3 separate regions of the Mus musculus genome follow, and regions 2 and 3 are each linked to region 1. The links are chromatin contacts, called in public promoter capture Hi-C maps. All regions are on one chromosome and are shown on one strand. Each heading gives the region's core, a stretch centred on a gene start, on an enhancer-like site or on the middle of the called end of the contact. The rest is flanking DNA. Distances are from core to core; before and after follow the strand shown. Region 1 holds the start of 4930588K23Rik (a long non-coding RNA gene). Region 2 holds the start of Olfr171 (olfactory receptor 171). Region 3 holds the start of Aifm3 (apoptosis-inducing factor, mitochondrion-associated 3).

Region 1 (4,398 bases), core at 1,643-4,142:
ATTTCTGGGGGAGCTGTTGAGTCCCCTAGGGGACCTCTGTTCTTTATAGCTTACCCTGGTGACAACAAGCCTAAGAAACCCTGCCAACCTAAGACTCTGCATCCTGGGAGCCAGAGGAAGGCAACACCCTGACTGGTGGTCTTCTGGAAGCCTGGTCGGACCACATCCCAAGCAGTGTGTTTGGGGACAGATACAGCCTGGGAATGGCTTGGGCTGGGGGCCTGGGAATGAAAGTGGTAGGCCTGGGGGGGTGGGCAGGAGTGGACCCAGCTGTTGCAGCCTGGCTCCAATTCCCGCTCTGCATGGAAGAGAGTCCCTAGGGCCAAGGCTGGTGGTCTGTCTGAGAGGGAGTGGGGATGTGTGGGGGCTGTGCCTTCCTCCTGGCAGTGGTCCCTGGGGCATCAGGAGTAGGAGGAAGTTGCTTTCATGCTAAGGGACAGAACAAGCTGTTGGGGAGACTCTCTTACCCGCCCCCCAGATTGTGTGCAGAAGGTCTCCCTGCTTTTAATACCTGAATCTCTAATAGCTCTCAATTGCATCCTCAGGTGGCACCCGTGCCAAGCTCCTATATGTTCTAAGAAGTGGATCGAACATCCCTCTGTCCCTGTCTGTACCCACAGAGTCTCCCTTCTAGTCCAAGAACCAGGTACCAGCTTGTACCACCCAGATCTTTGAGCCAATGAGCCTCCCCACCTGAGCCATCTGGAAACTCCTACTCACCCTTCAAGACCCTGTGCAATTATACCTATTGCTTGAAAGCCACTGGGAGTACTAAGCTCCATATTAACCTGGTGTCATTTCTTCCTAGTTTCTCTGGTCTGAAAGAAGGCTGCACACAGGCTTAGGGTACACAGCACTTCATCTAAATCGTCTTTAGCTGAAGATGTTATTGGGTCCTGTAGAATCAAGCTTTGGCTATGAAGCTTGGTACGGAAGCTGTCAGGGCCCGGCCTCCACCAGGGCACACATTGTGAAGAGGACAGAGGGGCATCCGAGAAGCTGAGATGGACGAGTGAGTAGGAGGCTCCCTCCAGCAGGAGAATGGGAGCCCAGTCGGAGCCCTGTTGGCTTACCCACAACATTTGCCTGGCTTCAGTGGAGGCCAATGGGGCGGAGCCAATGGGGCGGAGCCAGAGGGAATCTTACTCTCAAAATCCCTCCTGCCTGCTGCCAGCCCCCAGGGAAGTCCCGCCATTCGGGAACCTGATATTTTAAGACTTAAAGCAAATGTTTCTGGGGCCCCCGGAGCTGCACCAAGGCGCCCATTCAGCCTCATGGGGGCAGGGCCAGCACAGAAGAGCAGACCCCCACCTGCTGCTCTGTTCCCTGGGTGGTAGTTTCTGACAGCAGGGAGTTACGGACACTCCCTGCAAGACACTCCTTGAGCACAGGGGAAGGAGACCTGTGGGGCTTGCAACCTGACGGTCCCTCTCCCAGGTCTCCACGCTCAGGTAAGACCATCAGAAGTCTTGAATCCATTCCAGACCAGGACCAAATAAACAAGCAGCTGCCCTACCTAGGCACCATCTGGGTGAGCACGTCCATGTCCAGGGTCTGGTTTTGAGCCGAGGAACTTAAGCCGAGCCTTTCCATCCAGTAAAGAAAGAGATCTGAGATCCACTGGTGATGTCTATTGGGGTTACAGACATGAAAGTGGTGATCTGTGTGCTGCTTCCTGATCCATAGTGACAGAAACACGGGGCAGGATTCTTCCTGTCATGGCCTGGGTAAGAGAGGGCCATGAAGCTTTGTCTTGGCTCCAAACTTCTGTCCCCTCCCTCCCCTGACCCCAGTTCACCTTCCCTCCAGTCAGCCTTGAAAGGTTAGAACATAACATACTGGAGGAGGGCAGTGCATGGCAAGGCAGCTGGAGTTGTGCTGGGGCAGTCAAAACCTAAGAGTCTAACTTTGTTTGTTTGTTTGTTTGTTTGTTTGTTTGTTTGTTTGTTTGTTTGAGAAAGGGTCTCACTATGTAGGCCAGGCTGACCTGGAACTCACAGATCTCCTCCTGCTTCTGCCTCTGGAACTCTGGGATTAAAAAGCGTGCGCCACCATGGCCAGAAAGGACCTAATCTTAAAGTATGTTCCAGGACTGGTCCAGCCATGAATGCAAGGGCACACCAAGAGAGGAAGGCTACTCTGGGGGTTCTTTTAGGGTGGACTGTACTAGCAGGTTCAGCTATCCCAGACCACAGTCCTCAGATCTAGTTTTCTTTTCTTTTCTTTTTTTTTTTTTTTTAGACAGGGTTTCTCTGTGTAGCCCTGGCTGTCCTGGAACTCGGCTGTCCTGGAATTCACTTTGTAGACCAGGCTGGCCTTGAACTCAGAAATCCACCTGACTCTGCCTCCCGAGTGCTGGGATTAAAGACGTATGCCACCACGCCCGGCAGATCTGGTTTTCTTGATCGGCAGAGCTTGCTCACAATCTTACCCTTAAGTCATGAGCCTGTCACAGCTCTTCTTGGGCAATTTTCACTATCTTATAGATGGAGAAACTAAGGCCCAGAAAGAAAGGGCAGTCTTTCTGGGACCACAAGCCAATCTAGCTGTATTCTCACCTTAACTCTCTGCTCTGACCCATTACCTGCAGACAGGACAGGGCTCTGGATGGCTGAGGTAGAGCAGAGCACACCCTGGAGAGAATCCTAGCATTGGTACCTGCCTGTGGGGCTCCTGGTCAGTCTGAAAACTTCCTCACAAGCCTGGCAGAAATCACCACTGACCTGGGGCTATCACTTGCCAGCTCTACTGCCCTCCTTTTACCATTTTCACAACCTGCCAAGCTTGACCATGGCTACACTGTCATCCTATGTCAAGGGGATTCCCTCACCTCTGTGTTCCTTAGACAGGACAGGCCTGCCACCATCATTGCCTTGCTGTGAGGTTGCATACTGTGCAGGGCCTCTGGGCCTCGGGGTTCCCAGTTCTGAAATTGGTGGAAGGGTCACTGGCAGGAAGGTGGGAGCAGCACTCACATCAGCCTCTGCTGCCCTGTTCCCTTCCCTGGGGACAGATGCTGTTCATAGTCTCTGGTCCAGCCAATTACACAGGGCCTTGAATTTTTCACAGGCCAGAACTTCGTGGTGGTGTCTGCAGTCATACCTCTGACAATCTGGAGCCAGGAAAATGCCCACAGGAGCTTACTCCTCCAGAGCCCCAGGTGTCTCATAGCCAGAGTGTCTCCAGCAGCCAGAGCTGCCCCTGACACCTCCTTCCTCCACATCTTTCATTCTTTGGGCCTTGGTTTCTCCACATATATTTAGTAAAGGGCAGGATGCTGTTGGAAGTAAGAGAGGTACTTAGGAAGTTGTAGTTGGGGTGGGAAGAAAACACAGAGTATAGGACTTGGGGGTCCAGGAGGAGAAAGTGGGACCCTCTTGGTCCCCTTCAGAGGAACACAGAGGCCAAGAACTCCACAGACACCAAGCAGAGGAGACTGAATTAATTAGGACTCCTAAGGTCAGAGGGTTCCCAGACCCGGGGCCCTTCCAGAGACCCTGCATCCAGGGCACCACTGGGAAACAGATAGCTCAGAGTGGTAGGTGAGGGTAGCAGGCAAGCGCAGCACCTGGCCCCGCCCTTCCCCATCCACACCCTGTCAGAGCCCCTTCCCTTGTGTCTAGGCCCCTGGCCCCACTTGTACACCCAGACTCCAAACTGGAAAGACGGGCCGAAGAACAAACAAGCTCATACCACAGCCCCTACCCAGGCCTGTATGGGCAGGGCCAGGAGCTGGGGTTCCTCCTTTTGGGGTCCCAGGAGCCTAGTGAGAGGGACTGACTACCTGTCAGTCCCTGTCTAGCTGTGCCAAGCCCCCTGCTCACTCTTCTTCAGGATAGCTCCCTGGAAAGCAGGCACGGCTGGGCTATCGCTCCCCAGTTCATCTCTTAGGAGGGATCTGCTCATCACAGGGCTGTTCAAGAGATGTCAGAAGGTTGCTGAAGCTAGACAAACAGGACCAACTCTTCAAGATTCTTCTCAGACCACAGTCCCTGTGGCTCCTTCCTAAGGCTCAATTTTGGCATTCAGTCACGTGGTGAGTATAGGGCTAGGTACATTATAGAGACTGGACAAACACCCGTTACTAAATAAAGAAACCCTTCAGAGCAGTCTAGGGCACACTGAGTGACTCTTGCCTCAGCCTGCTCTTGCCATCTGCATCTGCTCCTGAAGAGGCAGTTGAGACCTCTAGACCCTGCTGTGCTTCAGGCTGCCTCCGTCTCTGCCCCTGTGGCTGTCATCACTGAGCCAGGGTCTTGGCACACTTAGAAATCAGGAAGGTTCTGTTTTTTTTTCCAGATCCGAGGGGTGATTTTCAGTGTATTTGATGGTCTGAGCTACAGACAAGAGGAGAGAAGGCCCGTGCTGGGGAGACGTGGAGCTGAAGACATGGATGGG
Region 2 (4,603 bases), core at 820-3,319, 1.0 Mb before region 1:
CTGAGAGGACATATTACATGAAAACTGTTTACAAAGGCAGAGCTTATAGAAGTGTGATTTGTATATAGGTCTGATTTATTAATAGGAGAGAGGTAACAAGATTTGGAGTTTTTCTAGGTTGTACAGAATGACAACATTCTGAATCTATGAGCTCTAGAGCTATAAATACTCAGTCATGGCTTTGTTGGGGGAAGGCTATTAGATGGAATTTATTGTAATAGCTCAGCGTCTGGCATTATGAATTTGATAACACTGTGAAATGTATGATCTTATTAAATCTGGCTGTCAGTAAAAAGTGTAGGTCACTCTGCAATGATTGAATATAACTAGAGTTGTAAAAGGGCACCCACTGCCCCACACATACATACACCACACAAACACAACACAAACAAACAAATCAGTTGTTGGAAAATGAATTTGTAATCAGCTTACTAGCTAACTCAGGAGTGCCAGTTTGCTTTTATAAGCATATATCCATGTGTATATCTTAGTGTGAAACTGCCCCAGAAATTTTCATACAATATGTTGAATTCTTTTTTCTCTAAGGAACCCCAAACCCACTTAATATACAGGGAGTGACAGCACCAACCAGCATGCTACTGTGGACAGGGCAAAGCCCAGGAGCCCTCAGCCCTACATAAACAGGCAAATAAGGAATACTGAGAGCTGGAGAAATAGTCTCTTTCAGGGAAGAGCTCACTAGTTACCCAATTCTAAGTGATAATCTCTGAAGACAAACATACATGTATCCAGACATAGAACATTATATTTATTATTAGACCCTTGCCTCCACAAAACTACAATTATTTAAAAAAAGAAGTCATTGATTAGATTTGAAAAAGATTAAGGAGGGTTTTGGAGGTAGGAAAAGGAAGGGGGAAATAATATAATTATATTATAATGCCAAATATAATTTTTAAGACATAGAAAGAGATAACTGACTCTAAAGATCTGGTTTTCCAGCCCCTTCTGTTCCCCACATCATGTGGACATATGAAAGTGTGCACATACATATTAGTAACTAAATGAAATAAAGGCAAATGATAGAACGCAGTAAAGCTTATATAGTTTATAAGATGTTGATATATAGCTGTGCCTAAAACTAGAAAGTAACTTAAAAGTGAATTAAGTGGAACATTACTCAGTAATGAGCTATTCACAGCCTGACTCAAAGTGAGTCCTGTAAGTGGATTCTCAGGTAAAAATCAGCTAATCCACCTGTGCAGATTAGCAGGGTCAATAAAGAACTGTGAAAGTTAAGAATTTTAACAAACATTTCATGAAAAGGAACTTTTTAAGTATATATAGAATCTCTGCCTCCATCTTTGTTTTGCCACTCTGTGTCTGTATCTGTCTCTCCATCTGTCTGTCTGTCTGTCTGTCTATCAGAAACAAAAAGGCACACTGATGTTTAGTCATGGAGTCATTTGAAAGAAGTATTGAACGTTTCTATAACTTACTTCAGGCAGTTTTTTTCTATTGTGTTAATTAAGCTCAACATGAAATGACCCACACAATTCATGCTGTCATTATTATTCCTTCCTTCCTTTCATAACCAGATATCATTTCTCTTCACTCAAGATCTCAAGGAGGATGTGAGTGCAAAAGAGTAGGAAAGTCTGTGTTTCAAATAGTTAATTAATGAATGATTTTACAATGCCTAGGTCCTAGAGAGAGTCCCACCCAAAGGAATCCCTAGTGGAGTTTACACAGTGTGTGGAATTGTGAAAGCTTTACTCAATAAATGACTGACTAAAGTAAGGCATATGTAATAGGTGCAGTTATGACATTTAAAATATAAAGAGCTACATTCCACACTAGATACTAAAATCTGTTAGAGCCACAACAAAATATACATACATATATATACATATATATATATACATATATATATGTATATGTATATATATTCATACAACACATCCACTCTGAAATCCTCTATGAGACATTTGATGGTGAACACAAATTACGTATCTACTAATTTTCTTAAACTTATGAGTAAGTCCAAGATTTAAAAACTTTTTCATAATTAAATAACCATCTCTTTGTAGGTAAAATAGGAGGAAATATGATGGAACGTGAGAACTACACTTTTAACAGCGACTTCATCCTTTTGGGACTGTTCTCCTCTTCAAAGATAAGCTTAACTTTTTTCTCAGTTATATTTTTCATTTTTATTATGACTATAACAGAAAATGCCCTCATGATCCTCCTAATCCACAGGGATTCTCGACTCCATACCCCAATGTATTTCCTGCTCAGTCATCTCTCCTTCATGGATATCTTGCACATTTCCAACATTGTTCCTAAAATGATTGCTGACTTCCTCTCAGGCAGCAGAACTATTTCCTTTGCAGGCTGTGCCTTCCAGATATTTCTCTCTCTTACCTTGCTAGGTGGTGAGTGCCTTCTCTTGGCAGTCATGTCCTATGATCGATATGTGGCCATCTGCCACCCACTTCGCTACCCTGTGCTGATGAGGGATAACTTCAGTGGGCTCCTGGCTGCAGGCTCCTGGCTGGTGGGGATCCTCAACTCCATAGTCCACACAGCTTTTGTACTACACTTTCCCTTCTGCCACTCAAGGGCCATTGATCACTTTTTCTGCGAAGTCCCTGCCATGTTGAAGTTGTCATGTATAGACACAACACACTATGAACGAGGCGTTTATGTGAGTGGCATTATTTTTCTGCTGATCCCATTTTCCATGATCTCTATATCTTATGTGCAAATTCTCCTCACTGTATTCCAAATGCACTCATCAGGGGCCCGGCAAAAGTCCTTTTCCACCTGTTTATTCCACATGGTAGTTGTCATAATGTACTACGGGCCATTCATTTTCACATATATGAGACCTCGCTCATACCACACTCCAGGGCAGGATAAGTTTCTGGCAATATTCTACACCATCCTGACACCCACACTCAACCCCATAATCTATAGCTTTCGGAATAAAGATGTCCTCATGGCTTTGAAAAACATAGTCCAAAGTAATATTCTGAATAAAGAATGAATAGAAAAATGCCTCATTTTTGTGTTTTGTAGACTCACATTCTTAAGCTTGTTTCACATATTTACTTCAGAGTAATGAGTAATTGTACCCAGGTATGTGTTTATGTCTGTATAGAGAAGCCCACGATAAAGTCTTGCTGTGCTGTAGTAAGGCAACAATATACATTATCTAAGAAGACAAAATGTTTTTAATGTATTTATAGAAAATATTTTGGAATTATGTGTTCCAACCACTGTAGCAATTTTCTAAACTAATGCAAAGGAAAATTTTTTTCTATTAAAATTGATTAATTAATTTTAGTAATTGCAACAAAATAGACAGCTATATTTTAATTGGTAAATGTTTAATCATATCTGTAGCAGGAACAGCAGAGATGCCTCTAGTAAATGCTGGGGGCCCTGTAGCTGCAAAAGGATCCTCTGCAGGAGTTTCTTATTGAGGGCTGCCTGTGATACCAGCATTCCTGCAGGAGGATCAGTTGAGGACTGCCTCAGAGAACAAGGATCATTGGTACAAATAATGCCAGCCAATCAGGAACTGCTGTTTAGAATAGATATTTTGTTCAAACCAATGGAGGTGTGGGTGGAGGGTATTAAAGGAGCTTGAGGTAGTGCTCAGATGAGCTTTCTGTAACATTTCTCACCTGCTCCCAGAGTCTGTGTTGTTGGCTCTGTGCCAACTCCACTGTCTCTCTCTCCCCACCCCCAAAAGCAGGTAAAGTTGGGGAAGGGGGGAGCTGTCCAGGGTACATGCAACACATGTCACATCTAATATTTTGAGCAACTATCAATAAATAACCTATGATAAAATGAGAATACATAATATAAAGATATAATTGGTGGACATTCACCAATTTGTTTTAGATCCTTAAATTTTTAAATATTTTTCAACTCATTTTTATTTATTTACTTTTACTTAAATATTTGTTCATTATATAACTTCACTAGTTTTCTCTTTCCTTTTCTTCTTTCAAACCCTCTCACATACCTCTCTTGCTGTCTTTATAATTTGTGACCCTCCTTTTCATTGTTCTTCTAGGATTATGCATATGTATATACACATATACTCCTACTTATAACCTGCTCAGTCTGTTTAATATTACTTGGATGTATGTTTACAGGGATGAACATTTGGGTATTAGATAACTGTTTTGTATGGTCTTTTCGGGGAAGACTATTTCTTTTGCTCTAACCATTCCTTAGTTGCCTTTAGTTCTTTGTGTAGAGTTGAGTTCTCATGAGTTTTTCTTGTGTCCATGTGTCCGTTATGCTCTGACATGTCTATTATTGCCATTGTTGAGCTTATGTTTAGGTAGTCATTCTGGCCAGGCTTTATGGATATAGTCTCTGATATTACTAGGAGACAAAGTTTCACAACAACCTTCCTGTTCCTCTGGCTGTTACAATTTTTCCACCTTCTCTTTTGCAATGATCTCTGAACTTTAGCTGAGAGACCATAGGTGTCTCTGTTGAACCTAGTTTCCACACCTTTGCATTTTCATTGGTTGTGGTTTTCTGTAATAATCTCCATCTGTTGCAAAGAGAAATTTCTTGAGGGATGAAGAGTAGACTTAACTGTTTATATAAGGAC
Region 3 (4,381 bases), core at 786-3,285, 1.1 Mb after region 1:
CACACACACGCACCCACACACGCACGCACGCACACACACACACACACACACACACACACACACACGCATGCACGCACACACACACACACGCGAGCACACACACGCACACACACACAAAATTTAAATGATAAAAATAAAAATTTAAAAAACAGGGCTGGAGAGATACCTCAGTGGTTAAGAGCACTGACTGCTCTTCCAGAGGTCCTGAGTTCAAATCCCAGCAACCTCGTGGTGCTCACAACTATCTGTAATGGGATCTGATGCCCTCTTCTGAGGAGAGCAAAATGTACTCACATACATAAAATACATAAAATAAATAAGTCTTTAAAAATTTTTTTAAAAAAACCAAACATCATAACTGGAAGAATGTTTGCCTGGCATTCCCAAAGCTTTGGGTTCTATCTCCAGTACTAAGTAAAAGTGATCATAATTGTACACTCCTGCAGTTCTAGCACCAGTGAGGGGGATAGGAGGCTGCTAAGTTAAGATCATTTTCAACCCCATAGTGAGTCTGGGGCCAGCCTGGGCTAGATGAAATCTTATCTTAAAAAAAAAAATTACAAAAGCAAACTGACAAGATTCAGGTCAGGGGATAATGGCTAGCTCCAGATCTGAAGTGCTGAGTCAGGGGTCCCTGATTAGGCCAGCTCATTGAGACTGAGTGGCATCTTGTCCCCACCATGTCCTGCCAGCCAAGCAGTCCCTCAGGTGCCCAGTATGGGACTCCCATGGGATCTTGCAGGCACATTCCTGCCCACTCTATGAAGAAACTGAGACAAAGACAGTGGGCACCTATGGCAGAGGCTGTAGGATCTGGCACAGACTCAGGCGAGGATGGACAATCTTCACCAATACTGCCAGTGGGTGGGTCACAGCTCCGCTTTCTCCCCCAAGTCCTACCTCAGACCCAAGAAAGGAAGAAAAGTCTTATGAGTCCCAAGGTAACCGAGCTGATGGGTATCAGGTAAGGAGAGCTGAGCAAGCTGGCAGAGTGAGCCAGCCAGGGCAAGTTGGGTGGGTGGAGCACTCACTGGGCTCTGAAGTCCTCAGTTTCTGCATCCCTGTCATGGCTACAGGTTCTGCTTTCTGGATGTTACGACTAGGGTAGAAGGAATGTGCAGACTGAGGGAGAAACCCAAAGACATGAGTCCCCTGGCAGGGTAGATCCTAAGTACTGTAGTACCTTGGAATGATCCTACCCCTGGCTGGAGTTTCTAGGGCTAGGCAAGATTTCCTATATACATGGAGAAAACAGAAGAGTGGTACATGCCTTTGATCCTAGCACTTGCAAGGCACAGGCAGGAGGATCTGTGTGAGTATGAGACCAGCCTGGTCTACATAGTGAGATCTTGTCTCAAAAGACAAAAACCCAAACAAAAACACAAAACAGGAGATGAGGCCCAGAGAAGCCAAGATGATGTCTGATATGTCACAGGATGATAAGAGTAGGGACCTGTCCATGATACCCTGTCAGTCACCCTAAGAGGGCAGTGTCCAGTTCTATTTTATAGAGAGGGAAATTGAGACTCAAAGAGGTTACACTGTGGCTAAGAACATCCCCCAAAGCCTCTCTTCTCCAGAATGGAGAAGTAGCCCTTAGCTCTGCGCAGCATAAGAGGAACCTTCTAGACTCAACTTTCTAAGAAGGATCAGCTGTTGTCCCCACCACTAACACCCAAAGTCCCAAATAAAAAGGGGGATGCTACAGGAGAGGAGTCCAGGAGAGCTTTCCTAGGTTTTTACCCTTCTTGCCTGCAGTGCATTAGCATTCTGGGCTCCTGCCTAGCCTGACCTACTTTGGAGGTTGGTGAAGTACAGAGGGAGGGGGAGGCTGTCAGAGAAGGGGAGGTACCTGGCTTGGGCTTGGAGAAGCAGCCGCCCATGGTGAACGGTGGCCTGGGATCTGGCCTGGCTGGTGGGAGCACGATGGCAGGCTGTCCAGCTGTCCAAGGTCTAGGATGTGCCCTGCAGGACTGGACCCCCTGTGGCCCTCAGAGACGCTAGAGCTGCCATGCCAGCTAGACAGCTTTAGGACCTGCAGGGGAGATGGGAAATTGGGTCCTAGCACTGATGCAGGTCTGGGTAGAGTCAGAGGCATCTTTGAGGAATCCTGGAAGAGTCTTACATGAGGAGGGCAGATCTTGTTTGTAGGGCATCTGTCTCCCTTTGAGGCTTCTAGGCATAGGAACCTCAGATTCCCCTTACTGCATCCTTTGTTGGAGACCCTCTGTGCTCTAATATCTGCTACTGCCCATAAACCTGCGACTACATAGACCTAGCCCTAGATTCCCCTTTTCTAAATCCCACAAGTCTGGAGACTCTGAGACTCTCCATTTCCCTAGATAAGACCACCACGTCTACAGAAAACCCTGACAACCAGAGTCCCCAGAATCCTTCTTCTTCCACTGAGAGTGACAAGGGTCCCAGCCCAGCCTTGGCCACTGCCCTGACTAGCAACCTCTAGTCACCTACCTCTTTCCATGGGAGTCACTGCTCCTTGCTCCCAGCCCAGCAATGGAGAGAGACTACTGGGCCTTGGTCAGCAGGGCACGGAAGGCCAGTGTCCTGGAGGGTCCAGCCCGCCTTCTAGCATGAGTTGTGGCCAGGAGGGGGCTGTGGGTGTGGGGCTAGGCCAAGCCACTGGTCCCCAGGGAAACCCAGCTCTGTGGGGAAAAAAGCGGGCAGCCAGCCCAGGACTGATGGGGTTGGGGGAAGAGGGAAACCAAGCGCACAGCTCTGCCTCTGCCCCATGCCCAGCAGCCCAGCAGCCATAAGTTTCCCCACCCCTCAGGCGGCTGTGCAGTGCTGAAGAAGATAGAAAGACTGGGGTCCAAGGTCTCACCAAGGTCAAGCAGCAGTTAGGGGCATCTGTGTGGTCTTCCCCACTCCTCACCCTAATAAATCCTAAGATAAGCAAGGCCTTGGGACGTGCTCAGGTCACTCTAAGGCTCCAAACGGGAGAGCAAGACTACCTGGTAAACAGATCACTGTGGCCATTGTGTCCTTGTGGCCATAGGTGGGCCTTCTAGAAGATGTGGACTTTGGAAGGCTCAAGACAAAGGTGTAACTACCCTGTTTACAACTGATCTGTCCAAATTCTACCCAACAGTCGGCTCTGGGTCACCTGGAAATTCTTCCTGAAGCCTGCACTGAACCGTGCTGGGAGTCACTAGGTTAGCCCAGTCCCCATGTCAAGAAGGAAATACAGAATGGGAAAGGACCAGCCACTGCTAGCTTCTGACCTTCGAAGCAAATTACAGGTGAGGAACCCAAGGCCCTTGTCGGGGCAAGAGGAGACAACTCAAGGGATAAAACTCAGTTGCTAACTGCCCCTCTAGCTCCCTTCCTGGGAACCAGAGAACCCTTTCAGAGGTCCTGGTTTCACCCATGTCTCAGCGTTGCCCACCTCTTTCCGGTCTGGTTTCAGCCCTCACCTGTTGGGGCTGAGATCGTACAAACAGACTAGACTGGCTTTTGGATCTGGGGTCCCTCCCTTTCCGGGAGTTTATTCTTGGGGCCTCAGGCTTAGCGGGAGATTTGGTGGGGACCATGCCTTCCACCTATGATGTGCTAAGGCCAGCTTAGAGCCAGGGATTCCAACTCAAAGACAAAGTTTCTTGGGCCTGTGGGGAGAGACCTCTGCATTTTGTTGCCCAGAAAAGTTCTAACACTGCCCCGCTGCACAAACACATCGGGTGGACACTCCATGTCCCAGGAACTCCAGCAACCTGAAGCAGGTTCTGAGTTACCCCCACCTCACAGAGGGTTCCGCATGGCTCCGGGACCCCCCTGGGTGCAGGCCAGCAGGAAGCTTGTTTCTTTTTCCATGCCAGGTCCCACTCTTCGCTCCTGGTGTGTGTTGAGTGAGAGGCCGTCCCCCCAACTCCCAACCCCCAGCTTATCCTAGGCCCTAGGTGGCGTCAGGGGCCCTGGAGACTGCTGCCTCGGAGCGCCTCAGCTTGTGATTCACCTGTCGGGGGCCCTAACGCCAACTTACTGTCCACTCTCCCTGCCTTGGCACGTGCAGTTTCCTTGGGCTCGGAAACCTTTTCCAGCACCCTTACCGGCTTCTTTGCGGCTCCCTCGCTGGAAGCAGCAGCCAACCAACCGACCAGCACAAGGTAGGGAGGGCTCCAGGGAGCCGAAAGGGGTGCTGGGGAGCAGCAGCAAGGACCGGGGTCGCTGCAGCCTCCTGAGTGCCTCACTCTGCCACCAGGGTAGAAATCCGCGAGCGAGCTGTCCCGGGGCGCGTGCGGGACAGGGACAGGCGCGCTCACCTGGCTTGGTGGCCGCGGGCGGGCGGGCGGGATCCGCTCCGGGCTGCGGCCGGCCTGCAGGGCGGAGCGGGCGGGGGCGGGGCCGGCGCTGCGGCTACACTGCG

Evidence for each region. Promoter capture Hi-C pulls out the DNA fragments that hold promoters and counts their contacts.
Region 2: a contact with region 1 is called in a promoter capture Hi-C map of pre-B cells, with 4 times the contacts expected there. The contact joins the promoter of Olfr171 here to the promoter of 4930588K23Rik in region 1. A contact is called at or near these places in 2 of 39 promoter capture datasets (the C10 cell line and pre-B cells).
Region 3: a contact with region 1 is called in a promoter capture Hi-C map of liver, with 4 times the contacts expected there. The contact joins the promoter of Aifm3 here to the promoter of 4930588K23Rik in region 1. A contact is called at or near these places in 3 of 39 promoter capture datasets (hippocampal neurons and liver).

Annotation. Positions count from the first base shown.
Region 1 is chr16:18,605,156-18,609,553 of GRCm38.p6, reverse strand. 4930588K23Rik (a long non-coding RNA gene) reads right to left here and starts at 2,892. Exons shown (of 2, transcript XR_384719.3): 1 at 2,831-2,892; 2 at 1-1,723. RefSeq lists an enhancer at 2,931-4,398.
Region 2 is chr16:19,622,567-19,627,169 of GRCm38.p6, reverse strand. Olfr171 (olfactory receptor 171) reads left to right here and starts at 2,069. Exons shown (of 1, transcript NM_146958.2): 1 at 2,069-3,013. The coding sequence starts at 2,069. The coding sequence ends at 3,013.
Region 3 is chr16:17,489,575-17,493,955 of GRCm38.p6, reverse strand. It overlaps Aifm3 (apoptosis-inducing factor, mitochondrion-associated 3), which reads right to left and starts at 2,035. Exons shown (of 20, transcript NM_001291070.1): 1 at 1,853-2,035. The coding sequence starts at 1,883.